Regions from separate parts of the Sus scrofa genome. Here region 2 is linked to region 1. The links are chromatin contacts, called in public HiChIP or PLAC-seq maps. All regions are on one chromosome and are shown on one strand. The core of a region is the stretch at or near the end of the contact, and the rest is flanking DNA. Distances in the headings are between cores, read along the strand shown. Region 1 has its middle 18 kb from the start of ZDHHC19. Region 2 overlaps MUC4 (mucin 4, cell surface associated).

Region 1 (7,898 bases), core at 1,875-4,374:
GACGAGGCGGGCTCTGAGCGGCTGCAGGTTGTCAGCCGCCAGAAAGTCCCGGCCTCCACCTCGCCGCACCCGTGTCTGGCTGCAGGGGGCGCCCGCTGCCTGGGAATTCACCAAGCCTAGCCTCGTCCTGCTGTGGGCGCTGGAGCCCCTGGGTCGGTTGGGCGTGGCCCTCAGCCTGGTTCTGGGCCCTCCCCAGCTTCATCCTGGGAGGTGGAGGTGGCGAGAGTGTTCTCCATCACAGCCATTTTTTTTAACTTTAAACGAAATGTTTAATTACTGCACATCTTTCTCTTACAGTCTTAACTCTGCATCTTCCCTGCAAGTGGTCTCACCCTGGGCACGCCCACCGCCCACCCCCGTGGGGGAGTCAGATGCTCCTTCTGGTCCTGTCCCTGGGGTGGGTCCCAGCCGGTGTGACCCTGCAGGACTCTGTGTGTGTGTGTGTGAGAGAGAGACTCTGCAGGACCGTGTGTGTGTGTCCCAGCTGGTGTGACTCTGCAGGACCGTGCGTGTGTGTGTTTGTGTGTGTGTGTGTTGGGGTGCAGGTATTGGGAAGGAACCAAGTGAAACTGTGACTCCTCTAGTGACCAGCGTGTGACCCTGGGAATGGAAATAATGGCACCTCCCAGGAAGCTGCCTGAGGATGAAATGAGGTGGTTCATATAAAACACCAGGGACACAGTGGATGCAGCCACTATGACTGTGATTATTTTCCCCACCTCAACCCAGCATCCCTCCAAGGACCACCTTAGAATCACTTGGGCCCCAGACTGCGGCCCAGAATCTCGGGCTGAGGGGAGGGCAGGAATCTGCATCTGAACTATTAAGTGCCCCCTGGGGTCCTGCCACCCCGAAGTTCCAGAACTGCTGCCTTAGGAAGTGAGGGCTGGCACTGACCCCACTGCTTCCCACCCCCCTTGTATCCAGATGAAGTGGGCGTGGTGAAGGGGAGAGGGAAGGACATCCCCTGCTGGTGTGCAGAGTGGTGGGGGGGCACAGGAGCTCATCTGCCCGAGGTGTCAGCCCAGCCGGGGACATGGCTCCGGTCCTTTCTACGTTGAGTCCCCTTTGAGGCCATCCTTCCCTCTTCCTCTCACCCTGTCTGTGGCAGCCTCAGGCCCAGCCTCACCCACCTCTCTGGCTCTGGCTCTGGCTCTTGGGCTCCTGGCCAGCCTCGTTCAACACAGGGGCTCCAATTCTTTCTGAGTCCCAGCATCTTCCCCCATAACAAGCCCCCTTGGGGTTCAAGCCTTTTCTCAGCTTTCTCAGGATTCACCCTGGGTTCTGGGAGGGGGGCAGGCATACTACAGGCAGCCCAGTTCTGGCTTGGTCGTAGATCGATTCCATGGCCACATTTAAAATCCGTAGGGCCCAAGTTTACAAGCCAAGTGGAAGCAGCCTTGCCTTTCCCTGGCTTCTCAGAAATGGCGATGCTCTCCCCCGATCCAACCCCACCCCTCCCCAGCCCCTGCTCTGGCATGTAGGTTCTGGGTCTCTCAGGTTCTTCCCAGCCTGAGATTTCTAGAGTTTCTTTAGGAAAGCCTCTTGGTTCAGGCTGCTCTGCTCTTCAAGGGGTAGGTGGGACCTGGCTCTTGCTTTGATTCCCCTCAACACTCTCTCACCAAAGCCTTGGGCACCCCTCAGAGACTCTTTCCTGCCAGGCTGGAGGCCTCCCACCACCTTCCCTTTTTTTTTTTTTTTTTTTTGCTTTTTAGGGCTGCACTTGCAGCATATGCAAGTTCCCAGGCGAGGTGTTGAATCAGAGCTGCAGCTGCCAGCCTACACTACAGCCACAGCAATGCGGGACCCCCAACCCACTGAGTGAGGTCAGGGATCAGAACCACATCTTCAGGGATCCTAGTTGGATTCATTTCTGCTGCACCACAATGGGCACTCCCCTACTTCCCTTTCTGCCTCCTCATTTCGGCCCAACCTGCCCTTGATTCCCAGGCACACCCCTCCCAGTCCTTGGTCCCCTGATATGGGAAGGGCTGTTATCAAGGCCTGAAAATGGGGCCAGCTCTCCACACACTCTGGAAGCCCTGCTGTCCCTTGGACAGGAGCCAAGGAGTGACCCCAAACCCTCCAGGGCTCCCAGGTGCCCACATGTCTGGACCTCAGCCGCAGCCCATTCCTGGAACCTGATGGAAGGAGAGGGAGCCTGGAGGAGGCAGCCCCACCCCCACCCCATCCTCTCCAGACCTTTCCTTCTAGAAGGTCGGGATGTGTAGGGTGGGAAGAGCATTGGGCTGGGAGTCAGGTGGCCTGGGTGTCACTCAGCTCTGCTATGAGCTAGTGTGCTGTGGGCTCGAGTCTCTTCCCTTTGCTTGGCCGCAGGTCCCTCGTCTGTAAACAGGTTGACCATCATGGCTAGCTCACAGGTGGCCACATGGCTAGCTTACAGGTGGCCACAGCATCCTAACTCTTTAGAGCTGGAAGCGCCTTAGAGGCCACCTTATTCAGCTGCCCCTCCACCCTCAATTTATAGATTTTTCTCAAGAGAGGGAAGGGATTGCCTAGGATGACACGGTGTCCAAGCCAGCTTTCCTCTCCCATTCCTGCTCTGGGAACCATTTCAGAGGAGGAAGGCCTTGGGCAACCACCATAGGGCCCCCCACCCACCCCCACAGAGCCAGGCCATGCATGTCAGCACAGGCCTGGGGACATGATAAAAAGACAGGCTTAACTCTGACTCCAGCTCTGCTGGGAGCGATAATGCCGCCCTGCTGCCTTGTGCTCAGCCCTGCCCTGCCCTGCCCGCCCCACCCAAGGGGGCCCTGCCAGTGGCTCGAGGATGGGGCAAGGCAGGGGCAGATAGGGCAGAGGAGGTAGCTGCAGCATGGGACCAGGGGCCAGAATGCTAACACCTCCCAGAGCACAGGCCCCACCTTGGCTGACTCTCCTGGGCATGTGGGCACAGCACCCAGCACCCAAGTGATGCTCCAGCGATGCCCACATCTGCCGCTAGTTCCTGCACCCAGAGCGCGGTGGAGGGAAGGGGCCAGGCTGAAGGTTTGCAGGCCCATCCCGGGTAATGAACCTTTACTGAGCCCCACCCAGTGGGGCCTGGGCTCTATGGGTCACACAATCTCCTTTAATCCTCACAATAACCCCCCCCCCCACTGAAGTTGTTATTCTCGTCTTAGAGATGAGGAAACCAGAACTGAGAAAACAAGCCGCTTGCCCGAGGTCACCCTGCTTCTAGGCGACAGAGCCAAAACTTTAACCGTTGTCATGACACTGGGCTTCTTAGGCATTTACAGACGATTTCAGCTGAGGGTGGTGGTGGGCTCTGCAGCCAGCCTGCCTGCCTGGGTTCCTGCTGTCCAGTGAGACAAATCGTCACTTCTCCTTGTGCCCTTCTGAGGATTTGTTATGCAGCGCACGTGGAGAGCTTGGCCCAGTGCTGGCACGTGGCAGGTGCTTAACCAAGGGTTGCATTTGTCCCCATAAGAGGATCCCGGGGATGCCAGGGCCCGAACTCTGGGACCTGCTGGGGCCTTCGGGGTGCCAGTCACTGTGGCCACAGCAGTCCCACTCCTGCGTTTTGGGGTTTCCTGGTGGCTGGGCAGCCAAGGGGCAGGGTGCGTCTTCGGAGGGGCCCTGAGCAGTGGAGTTTCACAGAGACGCAAGCAAGTCTGTGTCCCCCAGGCGAGGGGGCCTGGGGGTGAGGGCTGAGCCTGTTCAAGGGAGCAGCAAGATAACCACCCAACGGCTCTGCCCTCCCACGCGGGTGAGGGAGTTTCCTGTTAAGAAAGCACCTTGTCGCGTCTGTTTCTAGGCCTGGCAGTGTCCCAGGCTAAAAGTAGCCAAAGCTGTGATCATCTGAGCCCTGTGAACTGGCCTTGCTTGGAGCCATCCTCTCTCTGTGGCCTCCCTGTGTGTCCCCGTCTGTCTGCGGCTGTCTCTGCCTCACCTGCTCCCCCCTTTCCTCTCGGTCTCCCCTCTCGCTTGTTCCTCCGCCTCTTCTTCCTCATTGCAGCGTCTTCCATGCTCTGCTTTGCTCACTCGCCCCGGCCCTCTCGGCCCATCCCTCATCACCTTCCCCGGACCACAGCTTCCAGGAACACCAAGTAGACTGTCTGACAGCTTTCAAGTAATAACTTTCAACTGTGATTCTTGGAAGCCCTTGGGCCTGGGCATGGAACCTTCTAGAACTCTGGGCCAGGACAGAGGCAGGGCTGGCACAGGCTGCCTTTGTCTGTCTCTGACCGGGGCTTCCCCCTCTGCGCCAGGCACACGCTTTTCCCCAGCTGCTTCGGGTCGGGACAGTTTTGCTGCTGAAATTGGAAATTCCCACACTGAATATCTAGCTTATTTCTCAGTGAGAAGAGCATCAAGGCACAGATGCTGGGGGAGAGGTTCGGCTGGGCTTGTCTCCAGGGTCAGGTAGCCAAGGAGAGGCCAGGCAGGCTGGGTCCTCAGCCTCCTGCTTCTCGGCCCTTTCCACCCCACGGTGAGGCGCCAGGTGGATCGGAGGCCTGGGCTGGAGCAGGGAGTGCACTCTTTCTTCTCCTGGAGGCCTGGGAACTTGGCTTCCGTGGGCAAAATCACAAAAGTGATGACAATACCAGGACTGGTTTGAATGCTAACTGTGGGCTAAGTGCTGGGCTTTTATTATCTCATTTATACTTATTTGAGGGTGGGGGGCTGCGCCCTTGGCATACGGAGTTCCTGGACAGGGATCAGATCTGATACACGGTTGCGACCTATGCTGCAGCTGCAGCAATGCCGGATTCTTAACCCACTGTGCCGGGCCAGGGATCGAACCTGCGTCCCGGTGCTCCAGAAACGCTGCCGATTCCATTTTGCCACAACAGGAAATCCCTTGTCTTATCTCATTTAATCTTCAAAATGGTTTGCGGGGAAGGTGCTGCTCTTACTTTTGTGGACGTGCCCTTAGACAGCCCTCCAGCCTTCATCTCCCTCTCTGCAACGACCAAGTTTTCCAGAGGGTCCTCAGGGCTATTCCTGCCCTGCCCTCCTGGGAGTCCATTTCTTAGTGGCGAAAGGGGAGGGTCCCTGGTCTGGACGCAAGCCCTGAGGTAGACCGGGCCCCAGGCAGGGCTTATTTGATGAATCATTAGCGTCCTTTGCCTGAACCTCGTCTGTCCTGTAGTAGCAGAGGGGACATTAGGTCATCAAACAAGAGTACCGACCCCTGGGCAGGACCCTTGGCCGCCTGGGCTGGGAAAGACCCTGCCCAGGAGTTCCCAGATATCTGTTCCTCAGCCCTGACAAACACGACATGGAAAGACACTCTCCTGCCTGCCCTTTTCCTGGCCAGGCAGTGGGATGCCAAGACTGGGCATTAGGAGGCCCGGTTTGCAAAGCAGCCGTGGTTGCTTCCTGGGGCTGTGGCTCCAGAAAAGTCCCTAGTCTCTCCGAGCCACATCTGCAGAAGGGAAACTTGGGTGCTTGTGTGATGACACAGTGCACGAAGGGAAGGCGCTCCAGACTCTCACTTCTTCACACCGGCCGCAGCCCCGTGGGTGCGGGGCTGCTGTAAAGGGCGCAGTGGGAGGGCCGGACTCGGGCTTGGGAAGCCTGGCATGAGCAAGTCCCTGTCCCTCTGGCTCCATTCCCCTGCCCTTTTTGCAGGCTCTGATTTAGATCATGTGGAAGTGGCCAGGGATGAGGAGGGGGTGATGTCTCAGCTCCCTCTTTCCCCCACCAAGTATCTGTCTCTAGGGGAAGAGCAGCCAGACCTGGGTTGGGGCAGGGGTGTGGCCCTCTCAACTCCCCAGAGGTATCCCCATCTGTCAGCCACCTCAGGCCCCTGGTGCGGAAGCCTCTGGAAGGCCTCGAGGTCTGGTTGTGCCAGCTCTCCTCTGAACTCTTGGCAGACACTGGGGCTGCACCCAGGGGCATTATCTGCCTTGGATACAGTCCCGGCCAAAGAGGAAAAGAGGCTTGTTCCTGAAGCAGGGGCCATAACTAGGCACACAGAGGGCTCTTTCTTTGGAGTTGAAGCTTTAAAGATTTGTTTTCTTTACATATCCGGCGGCAGGAAAGAGAAGCCCCAAATCAAACATTCCTGAAACATGGATTTCAGGTGGCTTTAAAGGAGCATTTTGTTTGGTTTCCGTCCCACCCTGTTTCTGCTCAGTGGGGTCTCGGGCACTTGTCCCTGGGGTTTGATGGAGGGTCCACACCCTTCCAGGTTCACCGTCCAGCCTCACCAGGAGGTTCCGCAGCACCAGATCCAGCCTAAGGGCCTCTGGTCACAGCCAGGCCCCAAGCCCTGCTCCCAGGGGCCGTGGAGCACGTCCACCTCAGCCACGGAAGGCGACTCGTGGTTCCTCCATCCTCAGCGGCATTCCTGCTGCTGGCCTCACCCTCTTTGTTGAACTCTCTCTCTACCTCAAGCTCAAGGATCAGACAGACGTCTGTCTTTCTCTCACCTCCTGCTGCAAAATCCCCCAAGCCCCATCCTTGGGATATGCCCCTCTTGGGGAACTCACTCAGCGTCCTCCAGTCTATCTTCTGGCCCTCAGACCCTGCTGGTGTCTTAGCCTTTGGCCTTAATATTCCTTTCTTCAGCTTTATTAGGGCATAACTGACAAATAAAATTGTAAGATCTTTAAGATATAGAGCATGATGATTTGCTGTATGTAGATGCTGTGAAAAGATTCCCCCATCGAAATGGCCTCAATTTTCTAACTGAATGATTCCCTTGACCTCCCATCAGAGACTCGAGACCTTTCCAAGACCCAGCAGCAGGGGGAAAGGAGAGAAAAAGCAAAGGCAAAGGCAGCCATTGAATGAGAGAAGCACTTGTTAGAATGAGGAAGCACTGAGCAGGGCGCCGGGGTCTGGACCCAGGGGAGAGGGCAGCTGTGTGTTCCGAGGCCAGCCTTGATCGTGAGAGGAGCAGGAGAAATCCTCTGAGCCGCCTCGTTTGCCCTCCTTGCAAATGAGAGGTCCCTTCTGTAAGTGTGACAGGACTGGGTGGGTGTGGAGAGGAAGGACACTGAGGGAAGGCGCATCCAGAGGAGGGGACCAATCAAAGGCTTGTTCCTGTCATCCAGGGAGAAGCTGATGAAAAGACAGGCCTGGACTGTGATGGTGGGAATAAAAATCCATCCATCCATTCATTCATTCATTCAAGAAACACTGAATAACCACAACATATCCAGGAGGTAATAAAATTAATTTTAAAAAGAATGTGTTGGAGTTCCCTGGTGGCTTAGCAGGTTAAGGATCTGATGTCACTGCTGCGACTCTGGTTATAGCTGTGGTGTGGTTTTATCCCTGCCCCGGCAACTTCTGCATGCCATGGGCATGACCAAAAAAAAAAAGAGAATGTGTTCATGCATAATTTCATTTAAAATTATGCTGTATTATTTAAGTCATACTATTTTTTTTTTTTGTCTTTTTACCTTTCCTAGGGCCACTCCCGTGGCATATGGAGTTCCCAGGCTAGGGGTCTAATTGGAGCTGTAGCTGCTGGCCTACACCACAGCCACAGCAATGTGGGATCCAAGCCACATCTGTGACCTACACCACAGCTCACGGCAACGCCGGATTGTTAACCCACTGAGCAAGGCCAGGGGTTGAACCTGCAACCTCACGGTTCCTAGTCGGATTCCTTAACCACTGTGCCACGACGGGAACTCCTAAGTCACACTATTTTAAATATAATTTGTTGCATTTTTGTATTTAAAAGGCTGGAAGCAATGTCATCAAATGCCCATGGTAGATGCACAAGTGTTTGCTAATGAGGGGGATTCTGGCTGGCTCTCTGGGTGTCCAGACCCCCGATTTCTAGGCCCAGGGCTTCCTCTGTGTGACTAGGAAAAGCCCTTCCTGTCTGGAAGCCCCTTCCCTCATCTGTGCAAGGGGAGTGTAGAACCAGAAGATCAGTGGTTCATTCCAGCCCCTTTGCCTGAGGACTA
Region 2 (7,898 bases), core at 2,375-4,874, 340 kb after region 1:
CACTAGCCCAGAGCACTGGGTATTAGGAGGTTGAAACATAGAACGTGGAATGTCCATAAGTCAAAAATGGCTGGCAATTGGCAATTCTATATGGCTCAACCTAATATTTTTATCCACATATTAGAAACGAGGAGTGCCCTGGTGGCTCAGCAGGTTAAGGATCTGGCATTGTCACTGCTGTGGCTCTGGTTGCTGCCGTGGCACAGGTTCGATCCCTGGTCTGACAACTTTCTGAATGCCAAGGGTACAACCTAAATAAATAAATAGAAATAGAAAGAAAATAGCCAGAAAATATAACTGTGAATCAGGTAGTCAAAATACATATTTTTTTAAAAGAACGAAATGAGGAAGATGATGGTTAGAAAAGTTAAGTGACTTGCTTCAAGGTCACCCAGCTAGCAAATGACAAAGCCAGGCCTGAAACAGAGGTTTTTCTGACTCTGCACTCCAGCTCTTGACCAAAACGCATCCACTGGAAGCAGGCACACCACATGTCCCCCCCTATCTGGGGCCTCACCACCCTGATAGTCACAAAGTTCTTCCTTGTGTCTGGTCTAAAGTCACTCATTTCTTCATTGGCTCAACAAGCTCATTGCTTACCTACTTTGCACAAGCACAGTGCTGGCCCCGGCCTTCAGAGAACCTCCACTCTCACCTGTGTGGTCCTCCACGTCATCCAGGTGGAGGGGACATTTGGACAATATCCTTAAATATCCCTGAGGAAGTTCCTTAGGCCTCCCCCAGCTCTCCAACGTCCGCTGATCACTCAGGTTGCTGAAGCTTTCTCATACAAACCCTCTTCTCACTGAATTCTGGCCTAGAGTCCTTTGGCTCCCTTCCTGGGGAAGAAGTCCCAAAGAAGGCAAATCCACCATGGCAGGTGCTTGGACAGTCAGAGTGAAATCTCTGCATAATTCCAAATTTGCCCATATTTTAAGCCCACACCTTAGCTCTGGGTAGGCCAGGAAACAGTGATATGGGTGTCATGCCCAGGCTGTGTGACAGGTAATGGGACATACCAGATCTCTCACGGGCATCCCTATGCTTGTCTCCAACCAATCCCCAGACCAACACCTACCAGGCCATCCTTTCCACGGATGGGAGCAGGTCCTACGCCTTGTTTCTCTACCAAAGCGGTGGCATGCAGTGGGATGTGACCCAACACCTAGGCAACCCCGTCGTCATGGGCTTCTCCAGGTAGGACAGAGTGGGGCTGTCTGCATTGAGTAGACAGCAGGAGGCGGTGCAAAGCAGGGCTTGCAGCTGCACACGAACTCCATTCCCCAAGGATACGCCAAAATCCTCCCTGCCCATGCTTCTGATTCACGCTGACTCCAGTTCCCACTTCTTGCTGTTTCAAATTAAAAGACCCCTATTCACTCTGCCGTTCTCTTTCCTATCAAGGTCTCCGTGCATGTGATAATAATCCCCAGAGCCTTGACTTCTAGGACTTCCACTGACAGTAGCTGACCTCACTTGACTTTTCAGAGCTTAACAATAACAGCCAACATTTATTATACCAGCACTCAGTATGCATTATTTTGTATATTACAACAACCCCATGAAGGAGATCTATTTTATTACCCATTCTACAGATACAGAAACTGAGGTACAAATAGATAAGTCATTGCCCAAAGTCACAGAGCTGGGATGTGGCAAAGTGGGAAGCTGAACCCAAATATAAGGTTGAAATCTGCCTTCCTGACTTTCGATTGGCTGGAAATTAACCTCTCACCCAAGGCACCAGCAGCGTCTGTCAGTGGCAAAGATGGAGAACAGAGAGATGGATGGGGACGTGGGTTCCCAAGGGAGGAGGTGGCTCAGTCTCTGACACAACAGTTCTCAACCTTGCCATGTGCGCCACTGGCTGTGAAGGTCGCATGTAATTTGTTACTGCTAATTGCTACAAATGTTTTTCTCTTAGAGTGTATTCAGGATTGCGCCTGTAATTACATTGCTTTCACTTGCTTAGTGATGAGCCCTGAAGGAAAAAGAAGTAGAATTATCCGACCAGCTAGGAATTTCACACCATTCTGAGTGCACCCACGGAAGGTGTCACACCCAAGTGCGTCATCTGTCCTGTGTCAGAGAGGAGAAAAGATCAGGAGTGGCTGCTCTGAGGCGTGCACCCTGAGGCTGTGGGCTTTGCTCCTTCCTTCCAGGGGTGGGGGTGGGGCACACCCATTGCCTGGTCCTCACTCAGTGCTGAGGGATTTACCAGTGTTACTGCTTTGAATCTTCACAATACTGTCACCCCTTTGACACAGAGGTGAAAACTAAGAATCAAAGAGGTTAAATTAACTTGCCCATGATCACCAAGCTACTAAGTAGTGGAACTGGGGGTTGAATCCATGACCGAGAGACTGGCTTTTAACCCTCACAGCCAGCTGTGCCCTGCAGCACCCCTTCTCCAATTCCTAGTTGAAGGGAAACTAACAGGAAGGGGGCCTGACCTGTTGTTCTCACACCCCTGTCTCATGACCCGTTTCCTACAGTTCACCATCAGATGTGGAATCAATTAGAGTCTCCTATTCCTGCCCCAAGCCTCCCTTCCCCACTCCTGCTTGGCACCGGGTCTATGATTCTGGCTGGCTGACGAAACGACTGAACAGCTGATAACTAATGACTGGCTGGACTGAGTGGGTGACCAGCTGACTGACCAGCTGTATGAATGAGTAACTTGCTGACTGAGAGGAAAAACTGTGTGACAGTGGCTGAAGATTCTTCCTTTTGCCTACAGTGGAGATGGGTATTTCAAAAACAGCCAACTGACATTGCAGCCAGTGTGGGAGAAGTATCGTCCAGACCAGTTCCTGGATCCCACATCAGGTAAAAGCACCACCTTATCACACTTGAGGGACCCAAGTCCCCTTCTGTCCTCCCCTCCATGTGCCATGACAGTCCCAGAGGGCAGCTCCCTTGCATCTCCACCATCCCAAAGGGTGTTTCCAGCACAACTGACTTCCCATGGTGCAATCCAGATGTGGCACTGCCCAGGGAGTGGTTACCTCCCGTGCCCTCACACAGCACAAAGTCATTTGAGGCTGCTTCTCCTCCCTGGGCGGAGCCAAACACAGGAGAGCTATGAGTGGGGGCCCTGATCCTGGAAGTGAGGACAGGGGCATGGCAGGAGGTGAGGAATGAATGGGCAGCTAGGACAATTCTCCAAGTGTCCTGTCCCAGAACAGTAATGAGACTTCATTCTTCAATGGAATCTACCAAGAGGAGCTCCAGGGGATCTGACATCTATTCAGTCTTCGTTTATTGAGTACCTGCTGGGTGTAGGACACTGTGCTAAGAGCCAGAAGTATGAGAAATGAAAAAGACTATGTTTGCTGTCAAAGAGCTCCCCCTCTGGTAAGAAGGCCAGTACTCTAGGCCCCACGGGCCTCCTCCATGATTTGATTACTGTCCGGTGACCCCTAAAGAAAAGAAATTTCAGTTTCCAAATGTGACAGAACAAAGGATATTCTGGCATTAAAAATCTGCCATGTAAAGTATGAAGCATTAATCCAGTTCTGATTGCTCTGTGGCAACAACTTCTGATAAACAGAAGTTAAGTCAAATCATGGGTGCCATCTTGTGGAGAAAGCTGTCCTATTAGACTAGGGCCCTTCTATCCAGTTTGTGATGTAGGGGGCGCAATAGGATAGTGTGTTTGTGTGTGTGTGTGTGTGTGTGTGTGTGTGTGTGTGTGTGTGTGCATGAGCGTGCATGTAAGGCCCCTCTATCCAGATGCATCTGCTTGTGACGTGGGGATGCAATAGGAGTGTGTGTGTGTGTGTGTGTGTGTGTGTGTGTGTTGGGGGAGAGTATCTGGTGTGTTTCCCCTGATACCAGGCCACAGTGGAGACAATGCACAGATGATCATAAACAATGATTACTCTTTTCCAAACCTCATCAAAACTGTAGTTAGCTTGATACTTTCTTTTACACGGGGTCAGGGTCAAAATCAAATACATTATATCCTATTGTATTTTACTGGACTCTGGAGCCCACACTCAGGGTTTGGCTCTGAGTTGGATTACAGGTGAGGCCCTCCTGCCCAGCACTTGTCTCAAGGTTTCGCTGTAAGATCCAAACTCTTGAGGTTTTGGATGTCACATCAAAGGGCCTTTGGGGAGGCACTACTGCCAGTCTGACTGGGTCCATTCCTAGAAGAGCTGTCCAGGGCAGGGGGAGTGACATACAGAGGGTGCATTTATGAGTTTTGTTTGTTCCCAAAACTAAAGCAGAGCCTGTGGCCCAGGCCCTGAGATCACCCCCTTTTCCTCTGCTCCCCAGGCCTCCGGGGGCTGCAGATCTATAAGCTACACAAGGAAGACAAGCCCAACTATCGTCTCTGGTGCCTGCGGTGGTTGAAGAGACAGTCTCACTGGTCCGGCTGGGGCTGGAACCAGGTCTCCTGCCCCTGCTCCTGGCAGCAGGGACTATGGGACTTAAGATTTCAGCCCATCAACATAGGTGACACCTCCTTCCTGTCTCCTGTGGTGCCCCACTGTCCCTCACAAGCCTGCCCACCCTCCCTTTGGCCTTGCCTGACCCGTCTCTTCCAGGGCACCCTCAGTTCCTCCCCAGAAGCACCCCCTACCGTTGATGCACACACCAAAGGCATCCTGGGCCTGAGTGTGTCTGGCTTGTTGCAGGCTGGTGGGGCATCGTCAACAGGCAGCTGTGCAGCTTCTCCTCCTGGCGTGGGAGTGTGTGCTGCAGCTACGGGCCCTGGGGAGAGCTTCTTGAAGGCTGGAGATTGCAGAGTCCTTGGCAGTTTGGTATGTGTGTCCACAGAGAACTTGAGCCCAGCTTTTCTGGAGCTTTCTGTTCTTCCCTGTCAGAGACCAGCCAGCAGTGAGACCCACAGAAGGAAGGCTCTTGTCCCATTTCCTCCCAGCTACCTTCCCCCTCTGGCCTTCAATTTCCTGATCTGGTAACATGAGGAAATTTCCAACATCCCTTCCAGCTGACACCCTAGGGATTTATGATGGAGTCCCTCTTGTCCCATCTCCACTTCGCCAAAAGCCCCAGCCCAGAGTCGGGCATCTTCTAGGGAAGAAAGGGGCCTGGTCTGGCCCTGTCCATCGGAACCCAGATTAGCAGCTGTGCAGGGGAAGACTTGGAGTTGCCTCCTGCAGAGACCCTCCAAAGCAGCTAGAGAGGACAGCGTTGGGGGGCCAGGGTCATGCGTGTCCTTCTCACCTCCTCCTTGTAATCACAGCCTCCTTAGTCCCCACACCACCAGCCATGCCCTCCTGCTCCCACAGCACTTTGAGACTCAGCACCCCACCCTTCAAGAAAGGAAGGGCCCTGGGAGTTCCCACTGTGGTTCAGTGGTAATGAACCTGACTAGTATCCATGAGGACACAGGTTCAATCCTGGCCTCACTCAGTGGGTTAACAATCTGGTGTTGCTGTAAGCTGTGGTGTAGGTCGCAGACACGACTTGGATCTGGTGTTGCTGTGGCTGTGGTGTAGACCTGCAGCTGCAGCTCCGATTTGACCCCCAGCCTGGGAACCTCTATATGCCGCAGGTGCGGCTCTAAAAAGACAACAACAACGACAACAAAGAAAGAAAGAAAGGAAGGGTCCTGTGCCTGGCCCACTAGGGGCTTTGCTACACATGGCTCCAAATACCCACAAGGGAGACAGTCACTGGTCAATGGCTTCAGGTCATTGAGCAGGGTGGGTTCTGAACTGAGGTGTGCCCGATTCCTAAACCATACCCTTGCCACCGTTTCATCCTGCCAGAACTGCCCAGTGCTACTTCCTGCAGGTTCTCCATCTCCCCCAACACGCTGCTCTTCTTCACAGACCAAGAACTGGAGCCCCAGAACTGGTGCTGCCGCTTCAATGACAAGCCCTCCTTCTGTGCCCTGTATGAGCTAATGCGGCCCCGAATCGGCTGCAGTGGGTACCAGCCCCCGAGGCCTGGTGAGCTGCTGGAGCCTGGCTCCGGGACAGGGCAGAGACAGAGCATCAGGGGAAGGGTAGCCTCTCAGGACCTGACCAAGGCAGCACAAGCTTCCTGGGGCAGGGCTGTGGCCACACGGGAGGATGGAGATGGGTCCAGTGTGTGGAGATGGCAAACGAGAAATTTTATATGTGGCCTTGGGGGAGGGGAGGTGTTGGGGGTGGGAAAATGAAGATGCGGTGGGGCGCCCAAGGGCAGGAGGAATTCTGGGGAGGGGTCTGTGCTCCATGAGCACCTCCCCAGGCTGGAGTCTCCTGAGCAAACATCCTGTCTGGGGCCAGTAAGGAATCCCAGGCCCTTCCCTGGTCCACTCTGCCAATGTGGTATCTCCTCTTTTCCAGCCTGGATGTTTGGGGACCCCCACATCACCACCTTGGATGGTGCCAATTACACCTTCAATGGGCTGGGGGACTTCCTGCTGGTCCGGGCCCAGGACAGAAACTCCTCCTTCCAGCTGCAGGGTCGAACTGCCCAGACCCTCTCAGCCCGGGCCACCAACTTCATTGCCTTTGCTGCAGAATACAGCTCCAGCAGCCTGGACCCCATCACGGTGAGCCTTCAGCTGGCAATTGAGTCCCAGGAGGAGAAAGAGAAGGAAGAAGGGCAGGGGGCAGAGGTGAGGGAGGATGCATCCTGCTGGCACAGCAGTCCAGAGTCAACCCTGGAAACATAGGATTAGGGTCTTGGCTCCACCAGCTGTGAGACTGAAGAAAGGACCTACTTTTCAGTGCCTCCCAGTTTTTCTTAGGGTAAAATGGGGACGATACTACTACCTACACACGGGGCTGTTGTGAGATTTAAAAGCTAATCTAAGAACCCGTGCCAAGGGCCTCTTACACAGTGGCTAGCATCACCTCATCGTCACACTCCCAGTCACCTTTGCTTTCATCCAAGCCCCAGGCTCTAAGCTCTCGGAAGCCTTCTTCCTTGGCCTCTGGACCCACCTGCAGGTCGGGCTTAGGCCTCTGCCAATTCCCTTCCAGGTTCAATGGCTCCTTGAGCCCAATGACACAATCCAGGTTCTGCTCAATAACCAGACTGTAACATTTGAGACTAACCATGCAGGTGCCGAAGGTAGGCTGGGGATGGCCGTCAGCTGCCCTCTCCTGCTTCCCTGGGTCGGGTCACTGGGGAGCAGGGTGCTGGGGTGGAGAGGCAGCAGCATCGGGCAGAGCAGAGTGGTCGCCACCCCTGCTGTCCTTCCAGCAGCTGTGCCTGAGCAGCTTCTTCACTGGAGCCGAGCATTGAGCTTTTCCTCCGCACTTCTCTCCTTCCTCCAGGGCTGTGACGGCCTCTCTGGGCATGCCAGGGAGAACTGGTTGGGGGGGGGGTGCCATGAGGGTGTCCTGTGAGCTTGGTTTGCGGCTACTGGTGTAGGACCTGGCAGGGCATCTCCCAGCTGCTCTCAGCCTCCTCTCCACATCTTGAACCTTCACTACTGCCAAGTCTTGGGCCTCTAGGACTCCAACACTGGCTGTTTCATCATCTGCCTCCCCACCTTTTAGGCCAGGAGATGTTCAACACCTCTGGAGTCATAATGATCCGCAATGGCTCCACGGTGTCAGCCAGCTTTGATGGGGCGGTGACCATCTCAGTGATCGCTCTCGCCCAAATCCTCCATGCCTCCTGCGGCCTCCCAAAGGAGTATCAGAACCACACAGAGGGCCTCATGGGTAAGGAGCGGGCAGGCCCCTGCCTCTGCAGCACCAGCTCAGACCCCCAGCCTCCAGGCAGCTCCCCCTCCCGTGGGTCTGCGGATACTCCGGGTGGAGTTTCCTTTTTCGGCCTCCTGGGAGCAGAGCCCTGAGGGTACAGAGCAGCAGGGAGGGAGGGGGGACCCCTTCAGCTACCTTTGAGGCTCACTTCCCATCCTTCTGAAGCTCTGGTTCCAGGGCAGCCAAGAAGGAATCAATAGTGGGCTCTGGGAGTTC

Evidence for each region. HiChIP or PLAC-seq counts read pairs in DNA pulled down with a chosen protein or histone mark.
Region 2: an H3K27ac HiChIP or PLAC-seq map of skeletal muscle shows a contact between it and region 1, with 6 times the contacts expected there. The contact joins two enhancer-like sites. A contact is called at or near these places in 2 of 47 Hi-C or Micro-C datasets (both in embryonic fibroblasts) and 1 of 2 datasets of contacts at active chromatin or transcription factors (skeletal muscle).

What each region holds. Positions count from the first base shown.
Region 1 is chr13:133,886,962-133,894,859 of Sscrofa11.1, forward strand. No RefSeq gene overlaps it. Among named protein-coding and RNA genes, the nearest start is that of ZDHHC19, 18 kb to the left of the region's middle. Within about 2 kb of position 3,125, at least 26 of the 83 cell types and tissues checked have an H3K27ac peak or open chromatin away from gene starts, as enhancers often do. A contact at or near this core is called in skeletal muscle, where this site is marked.
Region 2 is chr13:134,225,062-134,232,959 of Sscrofa11.1, forward strand. MUC4 (mucin 4, cell surface associated) reads left to right here. Exons shown (of 25, transcript NM_001206344.1): 7 at 1,067-1,197; 8 at 2,741-2,829; 9 at 4,285-4,464; 10 at 4,647-4,772; 11 at 5,808-5,927; 12 at 6,309-6,517; 13 at 6,951-7,041; 14 at 7,473-7,640. Among named protein-coding and RNA genes, the nearest start is that of MUC4, 37 kb to the left of the region's middle. Within about 2 kb of position 3,625, at least 12 of the 83 cell types and tissues checked have an H3K27ac peak or open chromatin away from gene starts, as enhancers often do. A contact at or near this core is called in skeletal muscle, where this site is marked.